Regions from separate parts of the Ovis aries genome. Here region 1 is linked to region 2. Evidence: chromatin contacts called from public Hi-C data. All regions are on one chromosome and are shown on one strand. The core of a region is the stretch at or near the end of the contact, and the rest is flanking DNA. Distances in the headings are between cores, read along the strand shown.

Region 1 (7,195 bases), core at 1,215-3,714, 720 kb before region 2:
AGCCCCATGGACTGTAGCCTGCCAGGCTCCTCTGTCCATGGAATTTTCCAGGCAAGAACACTGGAGTGGGTTTCCATTTTCCTCCTCCAGGGGATCTTCCCGACCCAGAGATCAAACCTGCAGCTCCTGCATCTCCTGTATTGGCAGGCAGATTGTTTACCACTAGCACCACCTGGGAAGCCCCTAAATGATATAGTCCTACAGAAAGTAGCAAAGCTGAGGCAAGGCAAGTCTAACTCAAAGGCAGTCAATAGAAGCCAAGAGTCAGGAGAGGCCAAGAGATGACTGCAAGGTTATTTGCATTAGATCACTGGATTTCTTTACAGTTTTCCACTGATGAAAGGTAGTTTGCAAAGTTATGATGTGTCCATTTTCTTTATTTTTCCTGTTCATCAAAATCCCTATCTAAAAATGAAACTACTATCTAGATAGTTCATTGCCAGCTTCTAGTTTAAAAAAAAATAAAATTGGGGCACAAAGCCATATTTGAAGTTTGGAAAATTATCAAAATTCATGTCTAAGGAATCTGAATTGTCTTGGATCTTGGTTAAATATCTAGTAAATCTACTCATCCAGCCAGTAATCTCAGGCTTCTTTGGTAGCTTAGATAGTAAAGAATTTGCCTGCAATGCAGGAGACCTGGGTTTGATCCCTGGGTCAGGAAGATCCCCTGGAGAAGGAAGTGGCAACCCACTCTAGTATTCTTGCCTGGGAAATCCCACGGACAGAGGAGCCTGGCGGGCTACAGTCCACGGGGTCTCAGTGGCTTGAACACAACTGGTCGACCAACACTTTGACTATTCACTTCAGCCAGTAATCTCAGTGAGTTATGATTCTAACCAGGTTTTCGACTGAATTGAGTCTTCAGTAGTTTTCTATTCAGAGCATCCAAATTAACCATAGTAAAGGCCCCTTTACTATTTAATCACTGTAAAATAATCAAAGCTCCAGTGCAAATCAGTCATCAGAAATACAAGTGTTTCTGGGGAAGTTCTTGGGCCCTATCCCTACAGGCTGCTTAAGGGGAGGGGAGTTATTTGCTTCTGCTCATCTGCAAAATTGAGATGGTTAGAAATTTCTACAATAGCACTAAGCAACTGCCCAAAGGGAGATAGAAACAGAGCATCTGATCTGGCAGTTTCTCCATCTGGAAAGAGAAAAGTCAAGTCCAGTCTTTCTTTTCTTCCTGATAAAGCTAATTGCCTTAGGTTAACGCAATGCATTAACATCTATTTCTGCTTTATTGACTATGCCAAAGCTTTTGACTGTGTGGATCACAATAAACTGGAAAATTCTGAAAGAGATGGGAATACCAGACTACCTGACCTGCCTCTTGAGAAACCTACATGTAGGTCAGGAAGCAACAGTTAGAACTGGACATGGAAAAACAGACTGGTTCCAAATAGGAAAAGGAGCACATCAAGTCTGTATATTGTCACCCTGCTTATTTAACTTCTATGCAGAGTACATCATGAGAAACGCTGGGCTGGAAGAAGCAAAAGCTGGAATCAAAATTGCCAGAAGAAATATCAATAACCTCAGATATGCAGATGACACCATCTTTATGGCAGAAAATGAAGGGGAACTAAAAAGCCTCTTGATGAAAGTGAAAGAGGAGAGTGAAAAAGTTGACTTAAAGCTCAACATTCAGAAAACGAAGATCATGGCATCCGGTCCCATCACTTCATGGGAAATAGATGGGGAAACAGTGGAAAACATTGTCACACTTTATTTTGGGGGGCTCCAAAATCACTGCCGATGGTGACTGCAGCCATGAAATTAAAAGACGCTTACTCCTTGGAAGGAAAGTTATGACCAACCTAGATAGCATATTCAAAAGCAGAGATGTTACTTTGCCAGCAAAGGTCCATGTAGTCAAGGCTATGGTTTTTCCAGTGGTCATGTATGGAGGTGAGAGTTGGACTGTGAAGAAAGCTGAGCGCCAAAGAATTGATGGTTTTGAACTGTGGTGTTGGAGAAGACTCTTGAGAGTCCCTTGGACTGCAAGGAGATCCAAGCAGTCCATTCTGAAGGAGATCAGCCCTGGGATTTCTTTGGAAGGAATGATGCTAAAGCTGAAACTCCAGTACTTTGGCCACCTCATGCGAAGAGTTGACTCATTGGAAAAGACTCTGATGCTGGGAGGGATTGGGGGCAGGAGGAGAAGGGGATGATAGAGGATGAGATGGCTGGATGGCATCACGGACTCGATGGACGTGAGTCTGAGTGAACTCCGGGAGATGGTGATGGCAGGGAGGCCTGGCGTGCTGTGATTCATGGAGTCGCAAAGAGTCGGACACGACTGAGCAACTGAACTGAACTGAATGCAATGCATAATACTTGGTGGCACAAAAAGAATAGAAAGTTCCAGAAGGTATGATTTGGAGCTCTGTGAAGAGCTGCATACCCTAGGCAGGCAGTATAAATCCTCTGAAACTCTGATGTTCAGTGACAAGGGTGTCTGGAGCAGGAACAATGCCTGCATTCACATTCAGGCTCCGGAGAGAACAAAGCTCTTAGGTCTGCAGTTACCAGCCTGGTCTTGATTTTTGAACACATCCGTTTGATGCTTGCTACTTTCCCAGGCATAATTTTCCCACGATGGTCTCACATGTACGTACATATGAGTAAAATGCCATAGTCCTCCATTATCTGTGGTTTAACTTCCCGCAGTTTCAGCTCCACATGGTCAACCACAGTCCAGAAATATTACATTCAAAGTTTCAGAAATAACTCAGAAATTTTCAATTGGGTGCCATTCTGAGCAGCATGAGGAAATCCTGTGCTGCCCTCCTCAGAAGTCCTGGGAATGTCAGTCGGTCCTCCTGGGAGTGTCAGTCCATCCTCTTCAGCCCCCCTGGGAATGTCAGTTGGTTCTCCTGGGAGTGTCCGTCGGTCCTCCTCGGTCCTCCTGGGAGTGTCAGTACATCCTGTCCATGAGTCACATGGTAGCTTCCTGGGTCATCTGACTGTCCTGATAGGGCTTGTGTTCAAGTCAGGGCTTGTGTTCAAGTCACCCTTATTTTGCTTGACATCAGCCCCCAAATGCAAGAGGAGTGATGCTGGCAATTCAGATAAGCCAAAGAGAAGCCGTCAAGGGCTCCCTTTAAGAGAAAACTAAAAGTCCTCAACTTAATAAGGAAAGGGGGCGGGGGAAGTAAGTGCTGAGGCTGTTCTCTGGTGAGAATGAGTCTTCTATCCATAAAGTTGTGAAGAAAGATAAAGAAATTCTTGCTAGTTTTTCTAGTGTTGTACCTCAACTACAAGTTATAGCCACAGTGCATATTAAGTGCTTCATTAAGGCAGGAAAGGCATTAGCTTGTACTGAGACCACATTCATGTAACTTTTATTATAGGATATCATTTTAATTGTTGTATTTTATTATCATTAATCTCTCACTGTGCCTAATTTATAAATTAGACTTTATCATAGGCATGTGTGTATAGGAAAAAATAATGTGTGTGTATATATATATATATATACACACACACACATATATATACACACATGTATATATAGGGTCTGGTGTTCTTCATGGTTTCAAGCATCCACTGCAGGTCTGACAATGTATCCTCAAGGATAAGGGGGGACTACTGCATGCTTTTTACACTTTGCTGGGTGTTGAAGTTGCTGCCTGATGGTAAGTCTTAGCCCTTTGCCTTGCAGTGGCTTTCCCTAATATGGGCTTGTGAAGCACCACTGAGCAAAATACACACATCACAACAGTATCATAAGGCAGCCAAGTTCGCATTTTCTGCCCTAGTTCCCGAGCCTGCATCCTCAGGTGAAACTCTATTACAGTGTGTCCTTGCTTCCCTGGAGAATAAGCAGCTTCCAGAGTAGAAACTGCTTACTTAATCTTCGATTGCTTCGGCAGTAACAGACCTTCTACTCCCTTCTTGGCTCCATACCACCCCATCCAGCACCCCAGTACTTTCCCACCTCGAACTGAGACCAGCCTGGAGTCTCTCTCTCGTGGTGCATGCCCCTGTGTTTAGAATATCCCAAACCCTGAGTTAAGGTTGCTCTGGTTCTTAATGTGTACCCTTGAAGATCAGGTCATATCCTGCTGAACTCTCTGGAGGAAGAGATCAGAGTGTACCTTCTTAGAGCCTGCCGCTCCAGGTCTGAGAACATTCTTGCTGATTCCTTCTCCCTTCAGACAGTAGAGACAATGGCCACTAAGCGCTGGTCCAGCCTCACGCCTCCCATATCTCCCAGAGCCACAGCTTCCTGTGAGAAAGAAGACCTTCCCTTTATTCTCTCTCCACCCCACAGCCTGATGGCCTGGCCTGCCTTTTTCCACTTGCCCCCTTGAGTTTCCTTCTCCCAGGATTAGTCATCCTCCCAGAGGTGCTTCTGGAGGGAAGTGGTTCAAAAAGAGGGCCGTCCAGAGGCTGACTGTTTAAAAGATGGTGAGCCACAGAGGGGGCCTGAGAAACCAAGAGGGCTTTAGTTGAGGCATGCATTTTCCCCCTTAAGCCTCAGCCCATTCCCTTAATCCACATGTATGTTTTAAGTCAGATAGATGTCAACACAATCCCCAACATCTCTTCTTTCTGATCAGTGTTCAATACCCAGACGAACTCTGGGGCATTGAAAGGGTTTCTGTGTGTGTGTGTACACTCAGTTGTGTCTGACTCTTTGCGATCCCATGGACTGTAGCCCACCAGGCTCCTCTGTCCATGGGATTCTGCAGCCAAGAACACTGGAGTGGGTTGCCATTTCCTCCTGCAGAGAATCTTCCCGACCTAGGGATTGAACTCGTGTCTCCTGTGTTGACAGGCAGATTCTTTACCACCTGTTCCACCTGGAAGCCCATAAGTGGCTGCAGTGATCCACACCTTCACTCTTACTTGGGATGCTCTTTGGAAAAGAAATCTTTCCCAGAGTCTCCCATTCTCAAGCAATTTTACAAGAGAGGAAGCTTGCACAACCCCTGGCCTGTCCCATACAATGTGTAATGTTTTTCACAACCTTTACATTTGGAAATCCTATTGCCTCTCCATAAATCTCCTAATCCAACCCAGGAGGTCAGCAAAGCCTGCAAGACTCCCAGCTCACAGGCTCCTTGCTGCTGTGCCGCTAATCAGCCGCCTGTGGATGCCCACCTATCGCAGGTTGGTGGGGCACTGGCTGCACTTCTCCAGATCCCCACTAGAGGGAGCCCTAACATTTATGTTCTCCCAAACCTGCCTGAATATACCTGATGCTTTTGAGAGGCCCACTCTTCCCTGTTGCTTCACATGCTAACAACAAATGTCTATAACAGCCACAACTTTTGGGTGCTCAGTGTACAGAGAGCTTTCACCTAGTATCTCAGCTTGTCTTCTCACGACCAAAGATGAACACTATTCTCATTCCCATCTTGCAGATGAGGACACTGGGGCACAAACCAGGTCAGCAACTCCCCCCAAATAAATGACATAATACATTATGTATAAAGCACCATGGGAGCATTGATGAAACAAAATAATCATCATAACTGATGTTTCTTGAGTGTATCCAGACTTGCACTAGAAGTTTCATGAACTCTCCTTAGCCTTCCCACCAGCTGGTCCAGAGATGACATCAGGAGCATGGGCAAGTGTTACTATCAGGAGAAGGAACATGTTTCTTAAAAGCCCCTGTCTTTTGACCATCTCCTCTGTTGTCTCTTGTTCTGAACACTAATGTTTTAAATGCATTTGAACACACCCAGCTTTTCCACCGCTTCTCTAACATCCTCTTATCCGAGTCTTCATGGCATTCAAGTCTGGGCTAACTTCATTTCCTCTCACTCCCCCCAGGACCTCTAGCTACATCAGTGGGAATTACTGTTAGTCCTAATTTAGAGATGAGGAGACCAGGGCTCAGATAAACCAAATAACTTGTATAAATTCATTCAGCTTATAAAGGAAGAATCGCAGTGTCTGAGGAGGGAGGTATGTATCAGTTCAGTTCAGTCACTCAGCCATGTCTTTGCGACCCCATGAATCGCAGCACACCAGGCTTCCCTGTCCATCACCATCTCCCGTAGTTCACTCAGACTCACGTCCATCGAGTCAGTGATGCCATCCAGCCATCTCATCCTCGGTCGCCCCCTTCTCCTCCTGCCCCCAATCCCCCCCAGCATCAGAGTCTTTTCCAGTGAGTCAGCTCTTTGGCATGAGGTGGCCAAAGTACTGGAGTTTCAGCTTTAGCATCATTCCTTCCAAAAGAAATCCCAGGGCTGATCTCCTTCAGAATGGACTGCTTGGATCTCCTTGCAGTCCAAGGGACTCTCAAGAGTCTTCTCCAACACCACAGTTCAAAAGCATCAATTCTTCGGCGCTCAGCCTTCTTCAAAGTCCAACTCTCACATCCATACATGACCACAGGAAAAACCATAGCCTTGACTAGATGGACCTTAGTCAGCAAAGTAATGTCTCTGCTTTTCAATATACTATCTACGTTGGTCATAACTTTCCTTCCAAGGAGTAAGCATCTTTTAATTTCATGGCTGCAGTCACCATCTGCAGTGATTTTGGAGCCCCAAAAAATAAAGTCTGACACTGTTTCCACTGTTTCCCCATCTATTTCCCATGAAGTGATGGGACCAGATGCCATGATCTTCGTTTTCTGAATGTATAGATATTGGTTAATGTCAAACTCCAGAGCAAGCAAGAAAATTAAGAGCATCACAGGCAAAGGAAACAGCCTGGACAGAAGTACAAAGAGGAGTGTTTGATTAAGGTCTCTAGAAAGATGTGTTTAGTGGGAGTACAGTTGGCCCTCTATATCCATGGGTTCCTTATGCGTGGATTCAAGCAACTAAAATTGAAGATAATTTTTAAAAAAAAAAATTCCAGAAACTTCCAAAAGCAAAACTTGAATTTGCATTGCACTGGCCACTATTTACATGGCATTTATATTGCATTAAATATGATAAGCAATCTAGAGATGATTTAAACTATATAAGGGAATATGCTTAGGTTTATATGCAAATACTACACCATTTTCATAAGGAACTTGAGCATCCACAGATTTTGGTATCCATGGGGCTCCTGGGACCAATCCCTCATGGATACCAAGGGAAAACTGTATAGGCAGTGGAGGGACATGACCTTGTAGCTGGATGATGAGGGAATTGGTCTGCCAAGCTGAAAGGTAACACTCTACTGTGAACCAAAGATTTTTTTCTTAATTGAAGTAGAGTTGATTTACAATGTTAGT
Region 2 (7,063 bases), core at 2,063-4,562:
CCAGTTTGAGAGTTTTTTGAGTAGAGAAATTTATTTAGTCCTGTTCCCTAAACTTGCCATTCCATAATTTTTTTTTAACTCTAAAATTCTGTGTATCTAATTTTTTTTTTCCCAATATCATTCCTGATTTTGGCTGCTGGAGATATCTGAGAGAGGTATTGCTTAATAGTGGCCCATGAAAGAACCCACAGATTCCTTTTTACAGCTTATTTTTGTCTTGAGTCCCCTTGGCAGAAGCCTCAAGGTCACAAGTCTGCAAGGGACCTTAGAGTCTATTTACCTCATTTTATCAATAGAGGAACTAAGACCTAGAGTGATGGGCTGTCATTTGGCTCAGTCATCTGCAATTTCATAGGACATGTGCAAATTATCCAGCCCAAAGTTTAGTAAACTGGCTTATGGGCAAAACTCAGCCTGCAGCCTGTTTTTGTACAGCCCAAGCCAAGAACAGTTATTACGTTTTTAAGTAGTTGAAAAAATTTTGAAAATACTATTTCATGATAATGAAAATTAATATAAAATTATAACTTCAATATCTATAAAGTTTTATTGAATATAGGCACACCCATTGGTTTATGTCACTAAACCAACAGCTGTTTTACTGCTACGATGGCAGAGATGAGTTGTTGTGACACAGATGGTCTAACCCACAAGCCTGAGATATTTACTGTCTGATTCTCTGCAGAAAAAGTTTGCCAGCTCCTGTTTTAGCTTCTCAGGACATGATAAAGAGAATTGCAGATGTTAGAGTGCACATAGGCATACATTTATAGAACGTGGTGGAAAGGTCAGAGGTATGAGTTGTGGGTGAGAATCCTGTTCTGTGCAGTGCTCTTAACAAGCCTTGTTGGATTTTGGACAAATGACAACACAGTTAAACATCAATTTCCTCATTTATGAAATGGAGGGACTAGACCGAAGAGTTCTTAAATTCCCTGATAATCTATTTTCTCTTAGTTTGTCTATTCCGGATCCATTAATCACTGTGCTAGACTCACGGTCACAGTTGTTGACATCTCCCCTGTGACACAGCTTTCACAGGTGTGCAAAAATCATATTATAAACTTTCTAGTGAATCTCGAGTCCATTCCCCAGCTACTTCCTTTATCTAAATCTCACACAAATCCAATAATTCTCCTGCCATATTGCCTAAGGCCAGGTACCAGGCAACTAGAGACCACCCCTATAGAGCAGAGGGCACCAATATGATGAAAACTAGCCAATTTTAGACCATTTCTCCCTTCCCTGCCTTGCCTTTCCCATAGAAAACACAATCAAGGCTCTAGGCCATGCTTTCCTCTCCTTCCTGCTTGTACCCGCTGGTGTTTCCCCACGCGCCTCTCATTCCTGGGGAATTGTAACAGGAAGCTCTTCTCAGTGACACGGACCTTTCTGTATCATTCCTCAGTCACCTTTATAAATTAAGACTTGTGCACAAATTGCTTAAGCACAAACAACTTATAATTCTGTGTGGTTATCTCAGAGTTTAATGTGTATATAATTCTAGAACATGATTTGTTCCTGATATTCAGCCTAAGCCAGTGTTCCCTGATTGCAGCTCAGTTCCATTGCTCCTCATCCATGAGCTGTAGGAAAGTGAGCACGTAGGCTGCATCCTTGCCACACAGGGAGCCTTTGGCTATTTCTAAAGTTCATATGACTTATTGGTAAGTCTGTGGTTTGCTGCCTCATAAATCAAAAGCTGAGATTAAGAAACACTTTCTCATCACATTATACGGTTTTTCATTTGTCTTTCCTCCTTACACTGCTCTGAGTCCTGGAAACACTACGCTTTCCTACTTAGCCCAGTATGAGCTGTGCTATATATTTTTTCCTGAGTGTTTGCTTTAGCTATGTCAGGTATGATTGACTCTGTTTTTCCAGAAAGTCATCTGTCTTTTGGTAGCTCCTATCGCTGTTGGTATTGCCATCTTTCTTTCAGGGATTCTCTCTTCTGTGTCGCCCTCAGAAAGCAAGGTCAGTTAGGACTTAGAGGGGTGTGTGGTGGCACAGATGAGTAAACCAGATCAGGTATGACACAATCAGGGTGATGGGGACTACGGTGACCAAATGGCCACATGCTGTTGACTCAGCTCTTATTTCTCACCTTTGAGCAATTACTGTCACATGAGAATTCTGTCCAGTGGCGACAAAACTTTTCACTTTTTAAAGAGAAGTCCCAAATCTAGAATTTTAGATGGCATCTCTAGAATTTACAATACATGAAAATGAGAAGGAAAAAAAAAAAAGTTTGAGTCAAATGAAATGCAACTCAAGTTGAATGGGCCTGTGAGCCATCGCTTTGCTATGTTTGATCTGTGATAAATGGGGAAATCCTTCCAGACTCATTCCAGACTCATTCTTGCTTCGACTAAGTCACTGGACCCAGAACCTATGACTGCTGAACTCTTAGCTTTTGTCAACACTTGTCTCATATGCCGTGAGATCCTAGGATCCAGCTCCTTGCTATTTCAAGGGTAAATCAGGCAATCTAATGATCTCATTCAAACGGACACTTTTGCTAGGATCTTTCCTTCCTTCTCCACTAAGATGTATATTTTATGAATGAAATTATAGGGTAATATTCTTATAGCTCTTTTCTATAATTGAGGATTTTAAACATGTAAAAGGGTCAGAAGTCCATAGTCAGCCAGAGGGGGATAGATAGGCACAATGATAAGTGGTACTTTGTGTTACCTCCCAGATCACAGGTATTAGCAAGCTGTCAGTGTCCAGGGCCAGGTCTGAAAATAATCTGGACTTGCATCGTTGTGCCTATGGTTGCCATTGTTATCACTATCAGCATCAGGTATGGGCTGACTTACAGAGGACCATTCACCAACTTGGGTCAGTTCTCCCTTAAAGGGTGCTTCTGCTGTTGATAGGCACTGTGCTTTTGAAGGTTGTTCGTGTATGCACCTAGTAACTGGCATCATATACGTTGCCTAAGTGCTATTTTGCATGCTTAATAAGATCCCCCTGAGCTTTTAAAACATTTAAGTGAAGATTTAGATTGCACAAATAGAAGAGGCAGCTGGTGAGACTTGGTCTTATGGCAGGTGGAGGGGATACTTTGAGGTTTAGAAGCCCAAACCAGACTTTCTGTTCTTCTCTGGCCATTTTTCTAGAAGGCACCCACATTAAACCCACCAAGTTTTATTCAGTGAAAGCAGTGAAATGTCTGCTGTTCCCATCTTCTTAGACTGCCAGCAGCACTTAACAAGAATCCAATGAGCGAGCGCCTTAGATGGCTAGTTGACCAGCTCTCTACCCCAGCTCCCTCTCAGGAATAATAAGGTTCTATGCCAGGATTGTACACATCCAACAGCTCAGCATGAGTCATTCTTTTGCCCCAGGGTCGGTTAAGATTGAATCAGTGAGTTGAGGAAAAAAAAACAGAACAGTGATTTGATTTCTTTTATTCCCCCTGGGAAGTAGGTTGAGGATAAGGATGAGGACAAACTCGTTTATTTTACATGCTTATTTGCAGGATTAATATATAGTCTTCTTCCACGAGTAATGCTGTGAGCACTGTGTACAGCTCTGTCATTAATGAGAGGGAACTGGGAACTGTTTCATTTCCTTTTGGGGTAATCCTTTTGAGGCTAGCACCACCGTGTGGATAAAGTGGATACAGACATCTTTGGCTTGCGTAACAGGCCAGCACTGTGCCTCTGGCAACATGATTTTAGGATCTTCTCTCCCATTTCATCTCTTCTGAGTCATCGCAGAACAGCATAGTGATAGGGATATTTTTTGCAGCAGTGTTATACAGTGCTGGGCTCTCAGGAGTCTGTGCTTCCACAAAGTGACTGAACTTGCAGGAGGATGACAGGAAAGATTCACAGAGCAGATTCGTATCAGGGAGAGTGGGAATTAGACCCCTAGTTTGGGATTAGCCACTGGACTCTAAAGTGGATGGTGCCAATTTGGACTCTATAAGAAACACCAGGGTCTGTTCTGAGGCAACTTTCTGACCTTTATTACCCAAGAGGGGCAGACTGAATCAGAGGAGAGGAGGAGACATAAAATTTGGTGGTGGGGTACAAAAAATTTTTACCAAACCACAGTGGTTTGCCTCCTGGTTGAGAACATGAGGTGCAGCTCCTCTCCTGACTCTTATGGTAGAATGAAGAGGGGAGAAGAATACAGAGCAGTTCTACTGACTGCAGCTTTAAGTCCTGCAAGCAGGGTGGGAGTGGCTGGCAAAGAGAGGAGAAAGATTTGTACCTCCATAGTGGCCTTTCCTGTGTGCTGGCACCAAGATCCCTGGAGAAGGGCAAGCCTGCTCCTCCCTGAGGGGTTTTCTTCATTTCCAAATTGACTTGTATGTGTATGTTGGGATTGGGGTCTAACAGATAAAGGTAGGGAAAGCAGTTGTTTATAAAGAACTAGCCCCATTTAGCTCCTAATAGATCACCCTTCCAGTCTTTTTCTTTGTTTAGTCTCCCAACTCCAAAGAGAAAAAGTTTTACTAACACTTAAAATGGGGAGTTGTGATTGTAGAAATTTCAGGGAGTCAAGAAAAAAATCAGGATATGCTAACATTCCTCTCTTCGATGAACTATTAAAGTGATAGGAAATGTATTGAACAGTCCTTGCCACCCACCAGTCACCATTGCCTTTATATATCCCCTTTGCATGTATGCACAGTTGTACAGTTGTGTCCAGCTCTTTGCCGCCCCATGGACTGTAGCCCACCAGCCTCGTCTGTCCATAGGATTTCTCAGACAGGAATACTGGAGTGGGTTGCCATTTCCTACTCCAGAGGATCTTTGCATCCCAGGGATCGAACCTGAGTTTCTTGCATCTCCTGCATTGGCAGGTGGATTCTTTACCACTGAGCCACCTGGGAAACCCATCTCTCTCTTTTACTCTTTTCCATAACTGGCCTGGCTCCTACACCTGTAAACATTAATATATCTGGGATTTCAGATTGGAACAGCTTCTTGTGGCTGAGTATGGATTAATGCCAGTCTGGTGGGGGCTTTCAAGGGACATGTTATGGAACTTTCCTCTGTAGAAAGCCATTTTTCAAACTTCAGTATGACCGGGAAGCTGGGTGGGCCAGCTGATATGTGACGTGCAGACTCAGGTTCAGATTAAGATTAGAACAGAGATAAATTAATTAGGGAATAGAAAAATAGAGAAAAATCAATGAAATAAAAAGTTAGTTCTTTAGAAAGGTCAGTAAAATTGATGAACTTTTAGTTAGATGACTAAAAAAAAAGGAATCAGATAACTACTGATATTACCACTGATGCTACGGAAATAAAAAGTATTATAAGAGGATACTATTAACAATTGTATGTCAACAAATTGGATAGCCTGGATGAAATGGGCAAGTTCTAGAAACATAAAACCTATCAAGACTGAATCATAAAGAAATAAAAAACCTGTTCTTAGAACAGATCTTTAACAAGTAAGGAGACTGAATCAGTAATCAAAAATCTCCCAAAAAGGAAGAGGCCTGGACCTGATGGCTTCACTGTTGAATTTTAACAAATACTTGAAGAAGAATGAATACTAATCCTTCTCAAACTTTTCCAAAAATTGAAGAGGAGAGAAAAGTCCTAACTCATTCTATGAGGCCAGTTTTTTTCTGATATCAAAAAGCCAGACAAAGGCATTATAAGAAAATGCCATTCATAACTTCATTGAAACCCCTAACAAAACCCCAGTGAATGATTTTCTTTTAAGAGTAAAAATATTTAAAGACTCATCCTGAAATTCATGTGGAATTTCAAGGTACAGTGAATAGCCAGAACAGTCTTGAAAAAGAATAACGTACTTGAAGGACTCAACTCAACTGAACATAGTTGAAGGACTCCTGATGTCAAGACTTACTACAAAGTTATGGTATTTAAAACAGTGTGGTACTGGCATGAAGACATGCATATATACCAATGTACCAGAATAGAGATTCCTGAAATAAACCCTTCCATATATACTCAAATGATTTGCAACATGGATGTTAAAACCATTCAGTGGGGAGAGTTCAGTCTTTTCAACAAGTGGTACTGTGAAAACTAGTTATCCACATGGAAAAGAAAGAAGGTGGACCTTTACCTAACACCATAAACAAAATTAAATCAAAATGGATCAAAGACCTAAACATAAAACTATTGAATTCGTAGAAGAAAACACGAAATTATAAAACTCTAAGAAGAAAACATGTGAGAAAATCTCCTTGATATTAATCTCTCTGGAGAGAGCCAAGAGGAAAGAAGAGAGGTAGAAATTTCTTCTACAATCTAGATGTCACCAGGAGCCACCACTATCTTTGATGCTGGCTTAGATTGCTTTTCCTACCATCCTCCACATTTCATGTACTATGTTTTAGTTCTTTTTCTGAGGATTTCTGCACATGTTTTCTCCTACTTACTTCTTTATTCTATAACTTACGGCTGTTTCTTTATTTCTGATTCAGCATTGACTCAAACTGAAGAGATAACAGTTTCTTTTCTGCCAAAATTCACTTGTAAGGGTTAACAAAGGGCAACTTGTACAGGCAAATATCTATAACCATATCTGGTAGAGTTTACTGGCCAGTGAAGTAAGCATGTAAGAGCAAATATTGCAGCACCACTTATTAGAAAATGATCTAAAACTGAATATCAGCTTTTCTTCTCTTCTGATAGTCCCTTGGTCCATTTCCACCAGCTTGGATTTCAGTGTCTCATCATTTTGTTCAGCTTTCTCTCCGTCTTCTCTCAGATGTGACAAAAAGTTCGTGTATTTCATTATTTTGAAAAGCATTTCAGGTTTAGCACTTATCACTCCCTCACAATTCACACTTTGCATAACTCAGGGTTTATTAATGTACCCTGCTAAAAAAAGGTTCATGCATACCAAATGTCACCCTTTCTTCTTTCCACTTCCCCTGATAGGAGCAGGGAGAGAAATATGGCTGTTAATTTAGCCAGAGCTAAGAATTATGCTTTTACCTTAGAAAACAGGAGGGTACAGTTGATTTTTATTTTAAACAACAATTGCAGCAGCATCTTCATTATATTATTTCCTGACTATGAAGAGTTGGGAAATGCTAGTTTCCCAGAAGGGC

The links. A called contact is a pair of places that touch in the nucleus more often than the background predicts.
Region 1: a Hi-C map of hypothalamus shows a contact between it and region 2, with 6 times the contacts expected there. The contact joins two enhancer-like sites. A contact is called at or near these places in 4 of 16 Hi-C or Micro-C datasets (hypothalamus, mixed tissues, omental adipose tissue and 1 more).

The regions. Positions count from the first base shown.
Region 1 is chr7:32,502,365-32,509,559 of ARS-UI_Ramb_v3.0, reverse strand. No RefSeq gene overlaps it. Among named protein-coding and RNA genes, the nearest start is that of RASGRP1, 26 kb to the right of the region's middle. Within about 2 kb of position 2,464, at least 6 of the 54 cell types and tissues checked have an H3K27ac peak or open chromatin away from gene starts, as enhancers often do.
Region 2 is chr7:31,787,675-31,794,737 of ARS-UI_Ramb_v3.0, reverse strand. No RefSeq gene overlaps it. Among named protein-coding and RNA genes, the nearest start is that of TRNAC-GCA, 6.0 kb to the right of the region's middle. Within about 2 kb of position 3,312, at least 30 of the 54 cell types and tissues checked have an H3K27ac peak or open chromatin away from gene starts, as enhancers often do.